Regions from separate parts of the Mus musculus genome. Here all the other regions are linked to region 5. The links are chromatin contacts, called in public promoter capture Hi-C maps. All regions are on one chromosome and are shown on one strand. Each heading gives the region's core, a stretch centred on a gene start, on an enhancer-like site or on the middle of the called end of the contact. The rest is flanking DNA. Distances are from core to core; before and after follow the strand shown. Region 1 holds the start of Il1rl2 (interleukin 1 receptor-like 2). Region 2 holds the start of Il18r1 (interleukin 18 receptor 1). Region 3 holds the start of Il1r1 (interleukin 1 receptor, type I). Region 4 holds the start of Mfsd9 (major facilitator superfamily domain containing 9). Region 5 holds the start of Pdcl3 (phosducin-like 3). Region 6 holds the start of Coa5 (cytochrome C oxidase assembly factor 5). Region 7 holds the start of Il1r2 (interleukin 1 receptor, type II).

Evidence for each region. Promoter capture Hi-C pulls out the DNA fragments that hold promoters and counts their contacts.
Region 1: a promoter capture Hi-C map of pre-B cells shows a contact between it and region 5, with 2.7 times the contacts expected there. The contact joins the promoter of Il1rl2 here to the promoter of Pdcl3 in region 5. A contact is called at or near these places in 2 of 39 promoter capture datasets (liver and pre-B cells).
Region 2: a promoter capture Hi-C map of pre-B cells shows a contact between it and region 5, with 4 times the contacts expected there. The contact joins the promoter of Il18r1 here to the promoter of Pdcl3 in region 5.
Region 3: a contact with region 5 is called in a promoter capture Hi-C map of pre-B cells, with 3 times the contacts expected there. The contact joins the promoter of Il1r1 here to the promoter of Pdcl3 in region 5. A contact is called at or near these places in 1 of 39 promoter capture datasets (pre-B cells) and 1 of 9 other capture datasets (liver).
Region 4: a promoter capture Hi-C map of pre-B cells shows a contact between it and region 5. The contact joins the promoter of Mfsd9 here to the promoter of Pdcl3 in region 5. A contact is called at or near these places in 2 of 39 promoter capture datasets (liver and pre-B cells), 1 of 484 Hi-C or Micro-C datasets (muscle stem cells) and 1 of 9 other capture datasets (liver).
Region 6: a promoter capture Hi-C map of liver shows a contact between it and region 5, with 6 times the contacts expected there. The contact joins the promoter of Coa5 here to the promoter of Pdcl3 in region 5. A contact is called at or near these places in 2 of 39 promoter capture datasets (liver and pre-B cells).
Region 7: a promoter capture Hi-C map of the C10 cell line shows a contact between it and region 5, with 4 times the contacts expected there. The contact joins the promoter of Il1r2 here to the promoter of Pdcl3 in region 5. A contact is called at or near these places in 2 of 39 promoter capture datasets (the C10 cell line and pre-B cells) and 1 of 9 other capture datasets (liver).

What each region holds. Positions count from the first base shown.
Region 1 is chr1:40,323,171-40,326,162 of GRCm38.p6, reverse strand. Il1rl2 (interleukin 1 receptor-like 2) reads right to left here and starts at 1,574. Exons shown (of 11, transcript NM_001356478.1): 1 at 1,414-1,574.
Region 2 is chr1:40,464,739-40,467,646 of GRCm38.p6, reverse strand. Il18r1 (interleukin 18 receptor 1) reads right to left here and starts at 1,641. Exons shown (of 11, transcript NM_008365.2): 1 at 1,290-1,641. Il1rl1 (interleukin 1 receptor-like 1) reads right to left here. Exons shown (of 11, transcript NM_001025602.3): 11 at 2,232-2,908.
Region 3 is chr1:40,265,224-40,268,025 of GRCm38.p6, reverse strand. Il1r1 (interleukin 1 receptor, type I) reads right to left here and starts at 1,440. Exons shown (of 11, transcript NM_001123382.1): 1 at 1,145-1,440.
Region 4 is chr1:40,789,311-40,792,101 of GRCm38.p6, reverse strand. Mfsd9 (major facilitator superfamily domain containing 9) reads left to right here and starts at 1,445. Exons shown (of 6, transcript NM_172499.2): 1 at 1,445-1,617. The coding sequence starts at 1,483.
Region 5 is chr1:38,986,426-38,989,208 of GRCm38.p6, reverse strand. Pdcl3 (phosducin-like 3) reads right to left here and starts at 1,395. Exons shown (of 6, transcript NM_026850.4): 1 at 1,360-1,395. The coding sequence starts at 1,365.
Region 6 is chr1:37,428,729-37,431,658 of GRCm38.p6, reverse strand. It overlaps Coa5 (cytochrome C oxidase assembly factor 5), which reads left to right and starts at 1,556. Exons shown (of 3, transcript NM_198006.4): 1 at 1,556-1,790. The coding sequence starts at 1,692. It overlaps Unc50 (unc-50 homolog), which reads right to left and starts at 1,520. Exons shown (of 6, transcript NM_026123.4): 1 at 1,166-1,520; 2 at 83-366. The coding sequence starts at 362.
Region 7 is chr1:40,083,120-40,086,217 of GRCm38.p6, reverse strand. Il1r2 (interleukin 1 receptor, type II) reads right to left here and starts at 1,504. Exons shown (of 9, transcript NM_010555.5): 1 at 1,399-1,504. It overlaps Gm16894 (predicted gene, 16894), which reads left to right and starts at 367. Exons shown (of 4, transcript NR_037980.1): 1 at 367-605; 2 at 931-1,074; 3 at 1,204-1,251.

The DNA of each region.
Region 1 (2,992 bases), core at 325-2,824, 1.3 Mb before region 5:
TGGACCCGCCCAGCGTGCATCTGGGATCGCATGGGTCGGAGGGGCTCCCCTGTAACCCTATGTGCTCGCTGGCTGAGCGGTAAGTGCTGGCCCACCTGGAAAGGGCAAGGGAGAGCAGGAATCCCAGAGTTTGACCCAAGTCCCGGCCCACTTTCCAGGTCGGAGTCTTCTAGCCGCCCCAGTGACTATTGATCGCTAACTCCCTCCGCTCCGGCTGCCCCGGGCTTGCTCCACCTGCCTATGGGGTCTCAGAGCGCTGGGTCTCGTGGAGCAGAGCGGGAACCACTCTGGGGACCGAATCCTGGTTGGTCACCGCACTCTGCACCTTGGGCATCGCTTCTCCGCCGCGGGCGGAACAGACTCACCTTCCCCAAGTGGAGCAGGACAGAAATAATCCGTCCTTCGAAAATCGTTCAGTCTTTTTTTCCTGATCCCAGGCCAGCACGTTCATCTATCAGGAATGTCGGCTTAAATATGCTCCAGATCATCGCTAAAAATTATTATATCCTTTCCAAACACTATCTGAGCGGTTCTTACACACCCAGCACTGTCCTAAAATGGACTATTCCAGAGGTGGAAGCGCTTCTGAGAAAAGGCATTAACCCCACCCCAGCCCCGTCCTCGTGCCAGATCTTAGGTAAAGCAGACTCCCGACAGGTTGAGCACCGATACAGTCAGTCTAAACTTGCCATAAAGTAATGCTTGCTCGGACCTGTCTTCCTGCGCCAGAGACACTGGAGACCCCACTAGGCACTGAGAAGAGCAGTGGCGGCAAACGCTGTCAGACCAACAGCTTCTTAGTGGGCATCCCTCGGAGTCTTTGTGGATTAGAAACTGTAAGACTTTGAAAACAACCACAGCGTCAGTCTGACTAGCTGTCCCAGGTTCACAAAGTTAAGATGTACACGTGTCTGTCCGAGTACTGTCCCTTGGCAGAAGCACTCTGCCTTACAATTCTGGGATGATCTCTGTGTTGAGTAAGTCTGCTGATGCATGAGGAATCAATCATTAGTTCTGGATACAGAACAGATATGGGGATAGTGAGTTTTCAGGGAAAACAAAAACAAAAACCACGACGTTAAGCGGAATGAGAAACAGAAGAAACGTCCTACCTATACGGAAATTAAACAAACAGGAAGCTAAGATGTAGAAGAGAGATTACAGGGGTGGGTGGATGAAGCCGGTGAAAAGAAGCTGGGTTCAATTAGTGCGCACCAAACCCCAGTAATATATAAAATTAAGACAAAACTGATTGAAGTTTTAAAAATAAAAACACAAAACTATCACGTGTGTGCACGCAGAACCTCCCAGAGAACTACGGAAGGAACTGAGACTGTACTCACAGAGGTCTGAAGGACAATTTCAGCTTTGTTTGGAGTGGCCAGAAGAAACCCAGCTTTGGTAGAAACTTACTGACTTCAGTCTCCTCTGGTGACCCCCCTCTTCTTCTCACTTTTGTATCTTGAAGTGTGTGCCACGCAGTTGTCAAGGGCCACATAATTCCAAACAAGCTGTGTCGCGTAAGCAACAAACATCAGAAGCCATCATCTCCCAGCTTCCGGTCTCTGTCCGCCCAAACCCAAACTCCCAGTCTTCAGCTTGGTGCTTATTCTCTCCCCTCCCCCTCCCTTTGTGTGTGTCTGAGTGGTGTGTGGGGGTGGAGAGCAGAGAGGGAGAAGCAGGAAATTCCTTAAGCAATGTAAGATATTCTTACATAAGATTTCCTAGTCACTGTATAAAATTTACTATACTGTGCACTTACATAACTTACTTTTTAATAAAAGCATTATACTTGCGGGATTTAAACATTTGAGGTGTGGTCCTTCTCAATAAAGGCTTGCCCCATCCTGTGAGCATGAGCAACCGACGTGTCTCTCTCCCTTAGCCATTTTGGTTGTCCCATTTTTTTTACGTTTTGCTAATTATTATACATAATGTTGCCGCGACAATCCTGGCAATGTCTCTTACACGTCTGAGAGAAGCTCCTGGATCATTAGGTAGGTGTGCCCTCGTCTGCGTTGGCAAACCTCTGACTGATTATTCCATGACACCATTCTCTAGAGAAGGATTCTGATGCCCCATGTTCTTGCCAAATATTAAAGGCATCCGAATGTGTCCGATGGCACACTGAGTGTTGGGAAGACAGCTTAGAGACATGAGCCCTTCAACAGCTTGCCACCATGATTTTCTGGTAAATAACATTTTTTTAAAAGAGATATTCAACTATTAGGAAGCACATAAGATATGAAATACAGTTAGGAGACAGGTGGAAAGAATATGATAAGGCACAGCCTTTCTCCTGAGCAGTGGCCTGGAGCCCAACAGGTAGATGTCTGGGGCAAGAGCTCTCTCTTTCTACTTTTTACGTTTTATTTTTACTATGTTTAATTATGTGTGTGCATCTGCACTGGCTATGTGCATGTGACTGCAGGTGACCATAGGGTCCAGAAGAGGGTGTCGGCTCCCTTGGAGCTGGAATTACAGGTGTTTGTGAGTTACCTGATATGGGTTCTGGGGACCAAAGTCTGATCTTCTGCAACAGCCATTTACATCCCTACAGAATGAACCGTCAGTACAAAGTCTCTGAAGGACCGAGTTTGGGACACTCCAAAAAAAAAAACTGAAATGAAGGGAGAGTGATTGCCACACAGCAGAGGGGAGAGCTGGGTAAACTGAAGTATGGAAGTAGGTGTGGCTAGATCACATGGGGCCTGGGAACGACAATACAATGGCTGCCATTATTATAGGCAAAATTAAAAGATATTACAATGTTTAAATCAGGAAAAATATAATCTCACACTAATTCCTCCTCACCCCGGAATTGGTACCCTTACCACTAAAGACAGCCTAAAGCGCAAAGCACTAAGGGAACAGCACAGGTTTTCAAACCAGGTGCACATAGAGCTGAAGAGGAATGGCAGGGTGAAGGCATGGGGGCGGGGGAGTTGCATGGGGAAAGAGTAGATCTAATAATACACAAAGGCAGGGCAAG
Region 2 (2,908 bases), core at 392-2,891, 1.5 Mb before region 5:
AGCACATAGATACTAAGCTCCTTAAAGCTTCCAGGTAAACACACACACACACACACACACACACTCACGTCCATACACACTCAGTTTCTAAGGCTGGGAGAGTGGGAAACAACTAAGCTTGTGACAGTTGAGTTTCAGTGACTCACAGGTAAACATGTCACCTCAGGGACAGTCATTGCTTAACAAAACATGACCCTGATGTATCCCTCACACTGCTTTGGTGAATTATGACACCCAATGAGGTTTTTCTTTTCCTCGCTGGGACCGCCACTGAGCTGGGCTCTCCATGACTCTTTTTAAACACGCAGTCCCTTTTGCTACAGTCTCCAATGGGTGTTTTACTTCATCTGCAGAAAGGCGAATCAGTCTGGTACAACCAACAAAAATGATCTTGAATACACCCTTGCACTTCTGCTTTAAGAAAAAAAAAAAGGTGTGCACATTTGACTTTCCATCTGTAAGGAAAGGAGAGTCATTGCTACCTCACGACACTTAGCGTAAAAATGCCTGCTGCTATTATCTCCATTTTCCAAAATGTGCCTTCACAAACATGGATCCGGACATGAAGACCATGTTCCCTTTCCCCCCCTCCCCCTCCTCTGGGACCCTATCGTCCTTGCAATATGACACGATGTTTGGCATTGTCAGGAAGCTTGCCAGTTCAGGCCAACCCTAACACACAGCACTTCCAGGGCTCCTGGACCAACCTCCACTTCCTGGTGAGGTACCCAGGAGAAGGCTCTCTGCTTTTCCATAATGTGTGCCTAAGGCAGATATTCTTGTGACTGCAGTGTGTGTGTGTGTGTGTGTGTGTGTGTGTGTGTGTGTGTGTGTGTGTTTGTGTGTGTGACTCACGAGTGTGTGCACAAGAGTGTGAGTGTACATGCATGTGTGTGGGCGCTTGTGCATGCATCAGTGCACACATATGTACATGCATGTACTCATGAGGGAGAGTGAACTATTCCCCAAATCTGCATAAATGGGTCATTCACTGATGCGATAACTGAAGATGTTCTTAGATAAATTTCTGAATATTTCTCCCCTCACACCATTTATTAAACCTGATATTGCCTGTTTCATTTGTCTCCTAAGAGGATTAAGCAACTAAAATACAGCACACCTGTGTGTATTGTCAGCAGAGGGTAAGAGCTGAACAAATCAACTGTTGCTGTGTTTTAGCTGTTCATACCTCTCTACAAAGAACATATACATTTGTACTCACTAGTTATACACACACACACACACACACACACACACACACACACACATACACACCACTCACAATTGACCTTGTTTTCAGGATCGTTGTGGGTGGTTCCTCTCCTTGCTCCAGACAGCAGAAGACAGTGAGGACTGGACATCAGAGTCTGCCCTTACCTTCAGAGAGGTGGCCCACACACAGGCCTGGGCAGTGGCTTCTCCTTCACTTACATCTGTGAAGCAGGATTCGCCCAGCAAGTGAGACTAAATACCTCCTGGTCCACAACTGTGACAACAGACAGGGAGGGAAGGCACAGTGAGGCAAGGCCAGGAGCTTGATTAGAGAGATTTGGCAAACCAGAGAATTATCGCAGGAAAAAAAAAAAAGAAGAAGAAGAAGAAGAAGCCAACGACCGGGGGTAGGGAGGTGGAGGGCTGGGAGAGGAAGATCAGAATAAGAAGAAGAAAGGAAAAGCTAAGGTTTCAGGTGGGCACCGCCTGGGATGGGAGGAGCTCCTAAGAGCTGGGGGACTGAAGCCTAGGGCGCTACAGGCTGCTCCACCCAGGAGCGCTCAAGCTTTCAGTTCTGGGAAGACCTGTACTCCTGGCAGGGTTTCTCTGCATGTCCCTGCTCACCTAAGAGCTCCACAGTTCCCAGAACTAACCCCGACACCCCACCGCTGAGGCGATAGAGCCCCTGGAGTTCTCCTGCCTGGATCTCAGCTGACTCCTCCGCCAGACCTCCAGGGAGGCACAGCCACCGCCTTTGGCTTCCCGGAACCTGCAGCCTGTCTACTCAACCACAAGAACCACCTGTGTGCCCTGTGCGCGCCACACCCTTCAGGCAGAGGGCGCTGAGAACCCAGGACTCCTGCACTGCGGGAGGAGAGTCCTTGAGACTGCCAGGCTCGCAGAGCCAACATAGTGCCAGCCAGCGCAGGATGCCCAGCCTCCTGGATGGGTGGAAAGCCACAATTGGGAAGTTATAGTGAGATTTTAAACTGTTCAAAAGAAACGAAGGCCAAACAGTATTTCTAGATTTTTTTTTTTAATAAGCTAGAACTCTTCAAACACACATGAAGAAAACACACAAGGAGTCAATGGCACAATTATTTTTGCCCAGTGAAAAATAATTTGTCATACAATAATAAATAGGAAAGGCATAACATTTTGATACATGGAAAACAAGCATTTAACAAACTTCAACACTCTTTCTACCAGAACTCACAAACTGGACAGTAGGACGGCTCCTTCCCTTCCTAATCTAATACAGAGATGGCTACAAGAGGCAACACGAGGAAACGCTTTGTTTACCTGTAACTGGTAAGCAAATAAGGTCAGCTCTGCCTGGACAAGCACTTTGAAGAAATGAGGGGAACAAAAGTAGAAATGGGAGAAAGCCCCACAGAAGACATTTTTACATGGATCATGCTTTGAACCTTTCAAAACAGTAAAATAAAACTAATATTTTGAGTTTAGCAAAAGCATCAAAGCATATGTGTGTTCATTACAGAAAAATCTATTATTTCTTCCCTTTCTTCTTCCTTCTTCCTTCTTTCCTTTCCTCCTCCTCCTCTTCTTTTTCTTTGTTGTTGTTGTTGCTGCTGCAGCTGTTGCTGTTGTTGTTAGGACAGGTTTTCTTTTTGTAGCTCTGGTGTCCTGGAACTAACTCTGTAGAGCAGGCTGGCCTCAAACTCACAGAGATCCA
Region 3 (2,802 bases), core at 191-2,690, 1.3 Mb before region 5:
GAGAATTTAGAACAAATGGCCACCCAAGACTGAGCCTACTGGCAAGTAAATACTATGCACCAGAATGGGAGCCAGCCCACGATGTTTCCACTTAGGTCAGAAGCTAGTTTAAGATGTGTGTATATATAATTAAATTAGATAATGGGTAGGATATTAAGAAATTAGAAGAGATCAAAATAGAAAAGGATGCCAGCAGCTGCTTGGTAAGTTAAGAGGGGGAAGAGGTAGTACTTGTCACCAGCACCAGCTCCTGGAGCTCACAGCCATGGGATTCCATGTGGGATATCCACCACCCAGAAGACTACTATTAAGTGAGGATGACTCGGGCACCAATTCCAATGACAGATAGACTTCATCTCTTCTTTATCATGGCCCAAGTAGCCCAACTGATTAGATTCTGTTGTCTCAGTTCCTAGGCTGTTCCTTGGGGTCAGAAAGATGGGATGCTCCCAGCTGGTGAACATCGGAAGCAGTACAGAGAGCTAGCCTGGTGGGAAGATGAGTCTACCTGCCTTCCCTGGCAGCCGCTCTCACTCACCCGGTCTCCCCAAGGGGATCTGAAGCTCAGAGGGTGCCAATCCTCAGAAAAGATAGCCGCTAAGCTTCTGATATAAAGCAAGGTGACCTTGGCATCTCACCTACAGGACTTCTGGGAGGAGAAAGGGCGGTAAGAATAAGGGGCCCTATAAACAGCCAAGTGCTGTGTGGTTTTGTAAATAATGCATCTACATTCCCCAGTATCGACCTGTCTGGAGAGAGGAGACATCTCATCAGGGGCATTAAGGAATCCACTTCTTGCCTCATTAAGACCTCTCTTCTGAGCCCAAACCTCTAAGAGGGACACTCCTGAACAAGTTAGTTGCATTTGGCCCAATTTCAAGGCCTGGGAGCAATTTACTCAAGGGAGACTCATCTACCTAGAGCAAACTTAAAGAGTTGGGCAAGTTCCCAACACACACACACACACACACACACACACACACCAGAAAGGGGGAGGACTAAACTGTCACTACCTTTATCCTACATCCACAGAGAACGCTGACCTGCTGGCTACTGGGAGTAACTTAAGAAAGGCATTTGTCTGGGTCAAGGCAGCTCTGAGGCCTTGCGACCCTATTTCAGGAACTCTCTAGTTTTCTCCTACCTGGGCGTGCCCGGGTGCCCCAGTGGCGATGTTCAACAATCCAGCAGCTCCGAACTAAACCCGTTCAGGCCGGGAGCAACCGGAGCCCTGGGAGCCGCTCAAGGGCTGCTCCGCGCTCGCTCGGGGGTCACATTCCTTCCGCTCTGGGGCAGGCGGGCACCAGCTGGGCTCCCGCCCTTCTAGGTGGGCGCCGCGCTCCCAGGCGGCTCCTGGAACCCCGCACCAGCTAAGACCTTCTGAGCAGCACGCTGCTCCCACTCTGAGCCGCCCGCGGGGGCGTGCAGCGGGCGGAGACTGCAGGCCAGCGTCCTCAGCCTCGGGCTCGGAGCTAGCTGGCCCAGTGCCAATGCCCCGCCCTGGGAGCCGGATAGGTTGGGTTGTGGAGTTTCTGCCCCACATCCCAGAATATCTACATCCACGCAGAACATTCCAGGGTCTCTGTATCCCTCCGGGGGTGGAGGCAATGGAGGGTCTCTGCATCTCCTTGGGGGCATTTGGAGGGTCACTGCATCTCCTTGGGGGCATTCCAAAATCCCTGCATCCTTGCCAGATGTCCCAGATTCCAGGAAGAATGGCTCTGATTCCCAGATGGCTTGGCTCCTCTGAGCAGCCTCTGTGTTCCCACCCAAACCAAAATTAGATGGGTCAACTCACGTCTACATCGCAACCAGATTGTGCCACCTAACAAGAACCGAGCTGGTGACCCATGGGGTATCAGATCCTGAGGAAAACACAGTTCTGTGCTCAGCACAACTGGAGCCCAGTACTGTGTGCCTCGAACTGGCTTTGAGCACTTAGCCGAGTCATTAAGTTTGCAATACCTTGATTTCCTCTTTTGGTATAAAGGCCCGCAGCCTTTATAGGTAGGAGGAGTTAAAGAGCTCTGGTGAAGAGTTGATAGTTCATAGGCTTTTTACTTGGTTGCTTTACTGCTGTCCACCAGGCTGAAAAACAGGTCCCCTTATCATATCCCAATTAATTGTAGGATTTGCTCTGCAAAGGAGAATTCCAGAGTTCTCAGAAAGCACATGAAAAAAAAAATCAAGAATAGCCAAATTTTAGGACAGGGTGCAAGGAGGACATTGTGGTCCTGGAAATAGCACCAACCATTCCGTGCTCCCTACCCTCACCCCCCAGCTTCTTCCACATATAATGCACCACCCTGCAATACAACTGCAAAGAAACAGTGATTGCTTAATACCTCTAGATAGAGCACATGGCCATTTCCTGCATGCCTTCCAGCGTGGACAGGCCTTGAATTTCCTGCCTTATTCGCGTATGCAGCCTAGAAACCCAAGGTTGAAGTAACCCCGGGGGAAACTCTGAGATGGTAGAAAGCTTAAAGGGGCAGCATCAATGGTATATCATAGATGCCACCTGTGGCCTAGCAGGGCAGAAGGTCCTCACTCATTTCCAAAGGTTTGGACTGCTCCTTTGCCTCCGAAAGGCAGGCTTAAGTCTGGCAAGGAACTGGTGCCTTATCCCTAACCCTGCCCTAGCCCTGTCCCATGGGTCTGTATTCCAGAGGCTGTTCTCACAGCCTTGAGTACTTCTAACTCACATCCACAGAAGATTTGACCCCCTTAGAAGCCAGAATTGCCATGTCATAGTCACTGAGGGCTGCCTGGTGTCGGGGTTTTTCAAAGCTTCCAGGCGAC
Region 4 (2,791 bases), core at 196-2,695, 1.8 Mb before region 5:
TAAGGAAGCAGCCACAGCCAAAGATTTCTGTAGGCCAAGGCATTTTACCTGATACACACACACACACACACACACACACACACACACACACACACACACAGGAGCTTGTGCTTGCATGCACATGGGCTCACACAACTGAAGTGGGGCTACTGACAATGGTTAATAGTTCACTAACTATTAAATATCACACATCTACTTTGTTTCTGTCCACTGCTCTCAGAATGAAACCTCTAGGCTATAGATGACTGAAACCCTGTTTATTCTACATCTTTGTGTTTGGATGTTTTGGTCACACCCATCTTGAAGCCTAAGGCACTACAGACTCTACTTCTTTGGTCAGCACATTGGGAACAAGCAAAAGGAATGTATTCTAAATTCTACCATTTCGTTTTCCATTTAATCACGAGGAGAAAGTCAAGTCAAGGTCCCAGGCCCTAGGGAGCTGGGGAGTTCGCTATAGCTGAACAGCTTCTGCTGTAAGGAAACAGTTGTCTGAGTCCAGATATCTCAGGGACAACTAACTTTTCCATCTTGGCTGGCAGGGTCAAACAAAATTCATGTTCCCATGTCCAGGAACCTACTCCTATCCTGATTGATGGAAACGCCCTTGCTCAACCCCTTATCTTTAAATATGATTGACAATGTTACAGCCCACCCAGCTCCCCCTCTCTTTATGGTTTCCTGCTTTAACTATGCTATACAGTATCTCTTTGAGATCATAGTTCAGCTCTCCTGTCTTTTCTGTGGCCCTGATTGATTAATAGTGTCTTGGTTATAGTAAGTTTTTGTCATCTGCATCGCCCTGAAGTTTGAGTTCCGTTGGATTTAAGCAGATCCCACAAGCACACCAAGGCTCACACTTCCTTATGTCACGTGTCCTCTAACTTTTGTGTATCTCTCTATTGTACGTTTATTATTTACAATTCTTCATGCTTTTCATGGTGTGCTCCTGTTACTCCCTGAAGCCCAACTCTCAGCCTATTTCTGGCCTGTTTTCCTTGTAGAGCTACGAAGTGCTGACTAATGCTTACAGACTTCTTGGATATCTAGAAGTCTCTCTAAATTACTACCCATTGTTTTTCAAATGCATACGAAAGCTTCCACAGCCACCTTAACTCGTTCCAGGTCTGTAGAGCCAAGTAGGAAGTAGGGCCCTGGGTCTGTGATCCTTAAAGCCAGAACGGCTATCACTGAAGAAAACCTGGTACTAGCAAAAAGACACAATTCCTTCGTGCCTTACACCACCAGGGAGCGAGGAAAGATGGCACCAGTCACTTGTCACAGAACTTGCGATCTTGAATTAAGACGCCCGCGGTAGGTACCACCACAACAGTAGTCACACCCACCCAGCGGCGCGACCTTCCATCTGCGCAGGCGCACGCAGATCGCTTCCGCCATGGGCGTGGTCAATCCTGGGCGTGGCCACGGCGGGGGCGTGGTCTGCAGTCGGCTAAGCTGTCCGCACCCCCAGCCCTCCTGGGAATGGCGCTGGGGGTCCCGGGGCACGGGGCTTCGAGGCAGGATCTAGCCTCGGAGACCCCGGTGACAGCCACAGCACCGTCTAGTGCTGTGAGCTCCCGCCGCTTCCTGCTCTGGCTCTACCTTGTAGGCTTCTTGGTGAGTGCCCGCACCGGGGCTGGGGAAAAGCACCAAGTCTCTGCAGACTTGCACTTACCTCAAGTTCCCGGGTATTTTACACAGCTCCAGCCCGGAGTCTGAAGTGTGCTGTGAGGTGCCTCCTCTTGCCCTTTCACCACTGACCTCAGGTGTGACTCCTTGACCCTGGAGGGGTCTACACTGGAGGCCTTAAAGCTGGAGATTGGAAGTTAAGGTGAACGGCACACAATTGTCTTTGGCAAAATGGCATGTGTTTTTGTTTTGCTATAATGTCTGTGCATGTGTGTATTGGTTTGGTCCACAAATAGTCCTTTGCCCTGTAGAATGAGAAGCTTAAGAAGTTATTCTCCCATCCATCTGTTTATTAATGAAGTTTCATTACTAATGAATATTCATGAAGTTTCTGAATGCCTGCCGCGTGTGGTACATGCCCTGGAGCACTGACATCATAAGCAGTTTCTGCTTCCAGAGAATTTACAGTCTTAGTCTTGGACCCTGATTCACACTGGCTCCTCTTTCAAGGCGAGGTTTAGTTCAATAGGCCTGGTTATAAGCAGCCGGAAAAATCTTTCAGTAGGATTTCTTCATCAGGCAGACGGAACCAATTAGTTGAATGATCAGTGGGAAAAGACTTTGTGGCAGGTATCTATCTGATTGGCACTGAACCTGAGAAAACAATTCCTATTGTTCCCTGTCCAGATGAAGTAAGTCTACTCTTTTTTTCCAGACTGAAGGGTTGCTGGAATTAGGAGTTAGCATGCTGAGCCATGTAGCTAAGGAACAGAGAGGCAGCCTCTGTTTGGATTCCAAATTGTCCAACAGTTGGTAGAGGTTCCGTTTAATTAATGCTTGTTAGAATCTTGAAAGAAGTAGATTTCACCAAATGTCTGTATTCACCGAGCTAGAAGGTATTGAGTACCATGCCTGAGAGATATCTCTGCCTAAAGTATACTTTGCAGGTCCCAAGATATACAGTTTCCCTTCTTAGGCTCCCTGCCTTGACTTTAGAGAGTAATGTCCTTGCTTTTTGGTTGTACTTTAGGGATGCAGACATTATTTACTTCCACTGTGTAGTCTGGTTGTTCAGAATCCAAAGCTGGGGAGTGGATGTTTCTGGGAAAGGATGCTGACTGTCATCCACTGGGGTGATGCACGTCTCCAACCTGCTGAGGCC
Region 5 (2,783 bases), core at 146-2,645:
TGAGAAGTGACCGCCAACGATACAGCAAACACTGTCTTAACCAGAAACCTGCGCATTTCAGCTTCAGAAAAAACAAACAAACAAACAAAACCCCAAAACACCAGGAGACGACTGGCTAACCCTACATAAACCATGAAAGGTGTCTGCTTGAAGCTGGGCCTCTCTAAACAACAGGTCAGAGCTACGCAACGATACAGCAAACACTGTCTTAACCAGAAACCTGCGCATTTCAGCTTCAGAAAAAACAAACAAACAAACAAAACCCCAAAACACCAGGAGACGACTGGCTAACCCTACATAAACCATGAAAGGTGTCTGCTTGAAGCTGGGCCTCTCTAAACAACAGGTCAGAGCTACGCACTAATTAAAGAAGGTTTATCTGAGTCCTGAGAACTCTTCCCCAACGAGAGGAACCTGGAGACCAAAGGAAGTTACATTCCAGGCAGAGGGACCTGAAAATGCAAAAACGCTGTGACATGCTGACTGACCATCTGTCTGTCCTGAGAGCCTGCAGTAGACTTGGGGAAGAGGAAGACTGTGGCTAGACCCACAGACTTCCCTAAGCTTTAGAGTCTAAAGGATAAATCTGAGAATAGCAGACGCCTGGCCTGCTCCAGAGTCACTCCTGACGGCTAATGTTTAGTAAGCACAAAATACTAGGTATATCCCTTTACTTGAGCCTGTTCTTGCCTCCCAGGTGTAGGTGTGGCCGGCTTGCTGAATGTGTAGATGACCACCCCCTCCAGTCCCCAAGGTCTGTCTCTTAAGCCGGAGCCCACAACTACACGGTCCATCTACCCTCCATCCAGACTCTTCAGAATCCTTAAACACAGCCACATAGAAGGTTGGCGACAAAGTGGCTGACGCATACTTTTGCTCTTCTAAGGCTATTCCGATGCGGTTCTCTAACACACTTTCTTTGGGCTTTTGTCTAATTCCAGCTCAAAAAAGGAAAAAAAATTGCTAAGGAGTTCCACCTTTCTTCATATTAGAAATTAACAATAGTCGTGAGGCCTAGAGTTCAGATCTGGAAACCAGAAAGCACTCCCAACGGACCATCTAGAGTCAGCTCTAGATGGCAGGAGGGTCGGGGCCTTCATCAGGCCTGGAGGAGAACGAGCCCAAAGTCCGGTGCCTACCAAAGGACAGAGATTTGCGGGGCAGGACGCACCGGAGCAGGAGTGCCCAGCCCAGGAGGCCGGAGGGACCGCACCCGCCCTCTCGCAGTGCGCCTGCGCCGGGCCTCCCCGCAGTCCGCCGAGTTCTGTAACTAATCCATGTAGACCCGGCTCCGGGTCTGGCGCGAGCCCACCAAGCCAAACGACCGCAGACTTGGGGTCCCGAGCTCGCCACACTCACCTGCATCTTGCCTTCAGTCACTCAAACCAGCCCTCTGCCCCAGCCCCTCCGCTCCTCTCCGCGCACGCGCGGCACCGCCCCCTCCGGTCTTCTCCCCGCCCCCAGGCACGAAAAGGGCGGAGCCAAGGAGGAAGTGAAGACTGGAGTCTGCGCCTGGTCCTCAGGAACCCGGGCGAAGGCTGAGAGCGTTGGAATGACAGGCCGTGCCTCCGGTGGGTGGGACTATAGGGTGACGTCATTCGGGCCATGTCCAGGCGCTACCTTGTTAGGGAAAGTGGCTGGTTGTTTGGGGCTGACCCGAGGTAAGCATAGGTTCTGCGACTTCCCGGGCCGCCAATCGGAGCCTGTCGGAAGCAGAATTGCCTGACAGTGACCCGATGCTAGGATTAAAAGTGACCCGGGTCACCTGGAGGTCACACACCTTCTCTGTTGAATGGGATGAATTGCTTATTGGGTTTGTTTACTGAGCTCACTGGGTTTGTTTAGAGCATAGTCTAACCTCTGCGGTTACAGCATCAGATTTGAGAAACCGGTGGAGTGGGGAACGCCTGGGCTCCACGCCCCTTCACCCTCACAAAAGGAAAAGGCCACAGTGAGAATCATTTTCTCTGGTTAATACCAGACTCGTGTGACCCTGAGCAAAAGCACAGGCTCCAGGGCGATCCACAGCATTCGGAGCTGGAACTGAGAGCACGGGAGTTAAAAGGCCTTCCACAGCCCTGGACTACCTTGCTGCCTCTGCTCAAGCACACACCGTGGGTACACTTTGGAATTACCAAGGAGCTTTCAAAACTGCAGGTGTCTAGGTGTGGTAGTTCACATCTATAATTCCAATACTCAGGAGACCCAGCCAGGGCTAGAGAGTGAACCTCTGTCTATAAAAACAAACAAAAACTACAGTTACACTAAGGTGTTATTTCCAGACAACTTAAATCCCTGCAGCTGAGGACTCGGAACTGATAATTTCTGGGGAATAATCACTAATATAGAAAAAAAATTACACTATTCCCTGAAAAAAACAAGGAGCATGGATTTAATTTAACCCAACACATTCCAACCAGATTACAGACAGACCTTTTAAAGTGTTAATTAATTTGCCTAGTGTTGTGAATGAATTTTCCCAGTTTTCACTTCCAAAATCAGTTTGTGAGATAGTTTAACTTGAGGGACTTTGATCACAGGCTTCTCTCCACCGCACAGCAGTAAAGCAGGTGTGGTTTGCCCTTTCCTTGCTCCAGGTGGATCCACTGAAAGATGTATCCTGGTGTATTGGAAATAATGTTCCCAGTTGCTTTTTACAGCAGGTGTGCTTCAGAACAATCCCCTGTTAACTCATTGTCTTGACTTTTGGTTTTATTACATTGACTACAACATGGATAAAGTCTTTAACTGAATACACACGAGAAACAAACTGTTCAGCTGAG
Region 6 (2,930 bases), core at 307-2,806, 1.6 Mb after region 5:
CATTATCCCAAAAGATAAAGTTTCCTCTGAAAACCCCAATTTGTTTTTCTACTATACTGCTTGTAAACTGAGACACACTTACCACAGAGCCAGATACTTAAGAGGACTAAGAAGGCAGGGTCATCTCTGGCCCACTGGTCCTTTGTTTGCTTCCGGTAGTGAAAGTTTCTATAAACCCTCTGAGGAGAGGTAAACAGGTAGAGCATCTGCCATGCAGCAAACTCAAAGTCCATCTGCCGAAATCGAAAGAGCCTTCTGAGGTACTTGTAGCGTTTTGCTCCAGCCGTGTGCCTTGCTGCATCCCTGGAATTTAATACTCCATTCCCGTGCATCGAAGAACTCAAGGAAGTACTTGGTAGCATCTTCCTAGATGGAATGAGAACATTTCTCTTAGATGTAATCTTAAATGTAATTATTTGGCTACTAGAACTCCTCGTCAGCGCTATGACGTTTTCTCTTGCCACCTTCAGAAAGGATTAGGGGCCAGAAGCTATAGAGTTGGTTCTGGGGCTTGTCTAGGGGCTGGCCAAGGGTAATGCCATCAAGGCAGTACCACAAACTCCTGTATCACCTGAAACAAGCACTTAACTTCAGTCGATGGTTTCCCAACCTTCACCTCAATCAAGCCTTTGACAGCTGCAGTAGCTCACTACTGATAATGGAGGCCAAGGAAAAAGCAGCACAAGGGGGTGTGCAATGACGTCCTCATTAACACGGGACAATGACCGAACACTGGTTCAAAATTCCGTGTTTGTAATGACCAAGATTTAAAACAAACAAAAAGTTTAATCTAAAAGCAAGGTTACTGAAAAAGTAAGACACACAGTTTATTTGTACAAGTCCATCGGCGATGGCCAGCAAGTCCCTGGTTATTCAGAATGTGACAATAAAAATTACACTCCTTGATGGTTTTACTCCTAGGATGGCTGGGTAGGAGGAATAACAGCGCGAAGGGGCCAGTCCAACTAGTCCGAAGCTAAATGACTGCTGGTCACCGCCCAGCCTACCTGCCCTCCGCGGCGCGGCGCGGCGCCCCGCCCCGCCAGCAGGTCTCCATTACCCCAAGCCTCTGTCAACTAAAAATACAAACGGCCCAGTGACATTTGACTTAAGAACAAGCAACGACAAGGTTTCAGGGTGTGTGTCTCCTTGCAAAATTTCAGACCTGCTTAGAATAGAAAAACGGCTCTAATCCTGCGATTCCCACGTAAGCGGCTGTCTTTGGTTTTACCCAGCAGCTCCACGGCGGGCCTAGGACTCGAGCTGCCGGGCGCCGGCCGGTCCCTCGCCCAGCCGCTGAGACGCCAGGTCGCGAGCTAACCGTGGAAACGGCCGACGGCACGAACGCCACCCTGCGCACACAGAGCAGGCCGCACCTGAAGGCCCTCGAGGCCTCGTCCTGGGCCCGGGACTACCGCCACCTTCCCAGGGCAGCCGAGCCCAGCCGCCGCTGGGGCCACTTCCCTTCCCGCTACGTAGCCCGCACTTGCGGCGCTCTGTATTTACGTTACGGACACGCACTTCCGCCACGCGTGCGCATACCCTGAAGAGTCGCACTCCTGGCGGAAGTTGTTGAGACTTTCTCCCACCCTCGCCGGTAGCTTGCCAGTGGGCGTGTCCCACGCCCTTCCGGGCCGTGCGGGGTGACCGAGGGCCGTGATCCAGTGTGGTGAGGGCGGTGGGTCCCCGCCATGCCCCGGTATTATGAGGACAAGCCGGAGGGCGGCGCGTGTGCGGGCGTGAAGGAGGATCTGGGTGCATGTCTGCTGCAGTCTGCCTGTGTGCTCCAGGTAGCGGATCTGGGTGGCAGAGCTCAGTCAAGACTGGCTCCATGATGGCCTGCGAGGGGAGGTCACGTCGAGGGTAGAGGTCGCGCGTCCGCTCCTGACTTTGGACAGGTCTCTTGAGCTCGCATCCCCAGTTCTTACTGGTGTTAAGTGGGAGATAACTTACTACCCACCTAAGGATTTTGTAAACCTTCAGCCAGCTCTGTTCAGGAAGCGATCCCTGAGTGCTGGCACGCGCCACCAGAGACTCCCACTCTAAGGGCAGCTGCCAAGGCCTGTGCCTGCGCCGCATGGCTACTTGATCTGTGGTGGAGAGTTTTGGTTCCTTGGCTTCTAGAATATGGAAGTATCTCATGGTGTGCCATAGTTTCTCTCTGCCGATCTTTAACCTATCTTAAACCTATAGCATTGCATTCTGGGAGGAATTCAACATAAGCCTTTATACTATGTGCTGCCTTGGGAAACAGGCGAGGAATGAGAAGGGCTCAGAGAAACGTAGGGTATGAACTCAGATGATCACAACGTACCTTCCAGTGGGGGATAGTGAGGAGAAAGGGGAGTGGGGAGAAGGTTCAGAACTTTCTCAAAAATAGACTTCTTAAGATTTTATGACTCTTGGAAAACCAGAAAAGTTGAAACTTCCAGAGGGAACTCAGTATGGTTTTCCCATTACTGACCTTGACCTCAGAAGAGCAAGGCCTCTTGCCCGCTGACTCATCTCTCCAGCCCCTCCACCTTATTACTTGAGATAGCATGTCAGTGGACCTAATTGGCTAGCCTAACCAGATCTGCTTGGCTCCACTCCCATTCTGGGATAAACGACTTCTGCCACCATGCCCAGCTCTTTATGTGGGTGCTGAACTGGGAGCTCTCATGCACAGCAAGCATTTTCTTTACTTAGCCACTTTGCCAGCCCCTCCCTATTAACATTTATATACAGAGTTTAGTACTAACACTAAAAGGTCTTTATTTTAACACATCCAATTCATGGTTCTCATCCATAGGAAGGCTTATACAAACATTGACGATATGTCCTAAAAATCTTAGGCTCTGGGGGCTGGAAAATAGATGGCTCAGTGGTTAAGAGCACTTGTTGCTCTTACAGAGGGTCAGGATTTGGTCCTAGCAGCCATAAGGTGGTGC
Region 7 (3,098 bases), core at 255-2,754, 1.1 Mb before region 5:
CTCTCTAATGAGCATGAGCCTCATCTAATCTCCTAAGAAAATAGTCCTCCAAAAGGGCTCTTCCCATACAAGCAGTTCCAGCGTGTGATCGAGTCCTTGGGCACACACCCACATCTACTGAATCTGAAAAAAAAAAAAAAAAAATCTGCGTGGGCCAAGCAATGCGTGTCGTAGGCAGATATGGTAAAGGCCAAGTTGGAAGACCTGATAAACAGAGTAGTCGGAAGTTCCTTGAAAAAGCACCCGCTTCTGCCGCTTCTGCTGTCCCTAGAGGCTGGCGCTGCTATCCTGGGGTATGGGAGGAGGGACGTGATCACGTGATCTCCCCGGTCTCACTGTCAAAAAGTCGGACGTGGTCACGTGATCGCTCCATTCTCGCTGTCAAAACAGTAGGATTTGAGGGTGAGCTGGGAATGAGAATGGCTTGGGGAAGCCCAGGACAACCTGCAGCACACGAGGGAGGGTCCATCCCCGCAGCACTACCAGCTAAGAAAAGGAAAAGAATGCATTGAGGCAGGCGAGGCTCAGAGAGGCCTCGGGGAAGACATTCTTCTGCACTTATGCCTGTAGGAACAAGATGCTGATCCCGGAGAGCAAGCCTCCAGGTAAGGCAGAGCTAGAGGAGGGTGAGGTTGATGGAAGCCGATATGGAACACGGACGGAAGCCAGCAACATCCCACTGCAAGCAGGGACTGGGAAGGACAGGCCAGTCTTTTGCCTCTATTTACACAGTAGGAAACCCAGAGAGAAGCTCTGGCCAAGATCACCCTGTGTAAGGAGGCTGAGGTCAGAGACATATAAGCTAGGGCTCAGAAGGGAAAAAATGGGCTTCAAAATAGAGTAGGGGACTGAAGAGAAGAGACTTTAAGAAGCAGAGGAGGGAAAAAAACCAGTACATTCATTTATCTAATAACTGTGTGTGCCAGGCAGGTCTTAGAGTGCTGCCCAGTCTGCCTGGAAGCTATGGTTTCTGAGAGGCATCAGGTACATTTAAAAAAAAAAAATCACCCTAGGAAAGTCCCCAAAGCCTTTCAACGTGCTCTGCGCTCTGTCCCAGATGCTCAGCCTCCCAAGGTAAGAACCCAGCCCACTCCCTTCCTCCAGGTGAATTCTAGATGCTTGTCTGTCCCCTGCTACCTGGATCTGTGGACATTCAATAGCAGCTCTCTGATGTAGTCCCCCCCCTCCCTTTTTTTCTAACAGAGAAAACGAAGTAGAAAACAATCAAGGAATAAAGTGACCTCCACACAGGTGAGGAGACCGCTCACCCAGAGGAAGCTAGGAGACTCATAGAGGGTTGCCTGAGGACCCACTAAAAGCAGACCTGATGTTCAGACTGGTGTCTGACTGGTGACTGGCTTCCTGGTGTCTCCCCCTGCCTCTTTCCCACCTTCTTACCTGGAGCTGTGTATTCTTGTACCTTGCTGCTTCTTGCCTGACTGGGGAAGGCTGCTGGGCCAGACTTTCACCTTCTGTGATGTCCCAGCAGCCCCCTCAGGGATTTATAGGCTCCTGCTTGTGGTTTCCTAACTGGCCTGTGTCACTCACTCTAATTGGGTGGTGGTGGACACACCTTTTCCCTGCTCACGGGGAGCACCCTGCTCATGGTGCTTTGTGCGTACATCCTTGCCATATGGGGAAGTGGCCTAGGAAACTCTGAGTTTCCTTATTTGAGTGTGTGTGTGTGTGTGTGTGTGTGTGTGTGTGTGTCGCTAGAATGGCATGCTTCCAGCCAAGAACACATTTTAAAGTGATGCTGGCTGTACATGAAGAAGTTGTAAACAGTTTCACAGGCAAGATTTCACCCCATCTGCTGGATGCTGCTTAAAACCCAACCATGGTCCCATTAAAGAGAAAAGGAGGGTTTTAAATGAGTGGGACACAAGATCCCCACTCCCACCCCCAAGGAACTCTTCTTGACTAGGAGGAGGATTAAATGGATGGGCTTGTTTTAGGGGGGCCTTTGTTTGGCTTTTTGTTTGTTTGTTTGTTTGGTTGGTTTTGTTTTTAACTTTTTGTCTGAGTCTTTGGAAGCTGGGAACATGCTGCTTAATGTAGAGAAAGTGACTGCTAATGTAAGTTAAGGATTTCCAGGTCCGGAGACAGGCTCGGGTTTGGTGCTTCAGGAAAAAGTGGTAAGACAGCCAAAGGAGGAAGAGGATGGTGTGTGTAGTGCTGCAGTCCATGAGCCAGAGAGCCAGAGGCTGGACAAAAACCCAAGACATGGATGCTGCCCTTGTGGCTCCAGGGACCCTGTATGGACTACAATTCATTCTAGCCCACTGAGGCCCATGCAGACCTCCGACCTCCAGAATGATGTAGGAATAAGAACAAATGCAAATCTCATCCCCTGCCCCCCACCCCCGCCTTCATCTTACCTCCCCAAAAGGAGTCTGAAGCCCATGTTTTCTCTCCCTGTCCTTAATTTGTGAAGTACTTATGAGAAAGAATTGTTTGTATGACAAAGAGTCCTTCTGTTGCCCAGCTGACCAGAGTAGGGCTTAGAATTCTCCACCACATATTGTCTCACTGTGAATTTTATCCTAGGTATTTGATGACCATATTTTCTTCCATCAATATCGCAGAATTTGTATCTGCTAAAGACAAATGAATGGTAAAGACAATGTGTCAAAGTATTCAGAGTTCAGACCACCCCCTCAAACTGGGCATGCATGCATGATGTTGGTGGCTCACACATACTGTCTTCCAGTCACCTTCCTCCACTCTCTGGGCTGCATGTCACTTAAAAGTACCTTGCCACAGGTTTTCCATGGGTGGCTTCTGGTTTCTGAGCCAGAACCACATTGGGTCTAATTGAGGAGGAGTCTCTACCTCAGCATTTGCAACAAGCATCTTGGGTAACAGGCATCTTGAACCTCAAAGGATCTTGGTCATTTCCCATGCACTGGTGGGGAAGTTGAACTGAACATTCTATTGCTGCTGGGCCCATGAATGGAGATGGAGGGATACAGGAGAAGCAGTCATTGTTCCATGGGTCCTGCTGAGGCTTGCTACTGTCACTACTAAGTTTGAACTTTAGTAGTGGTAGTAATAGTAGTAGTTGTTGTTCTTCTTCCTTCTCCTCTTCCTCCTCTCCC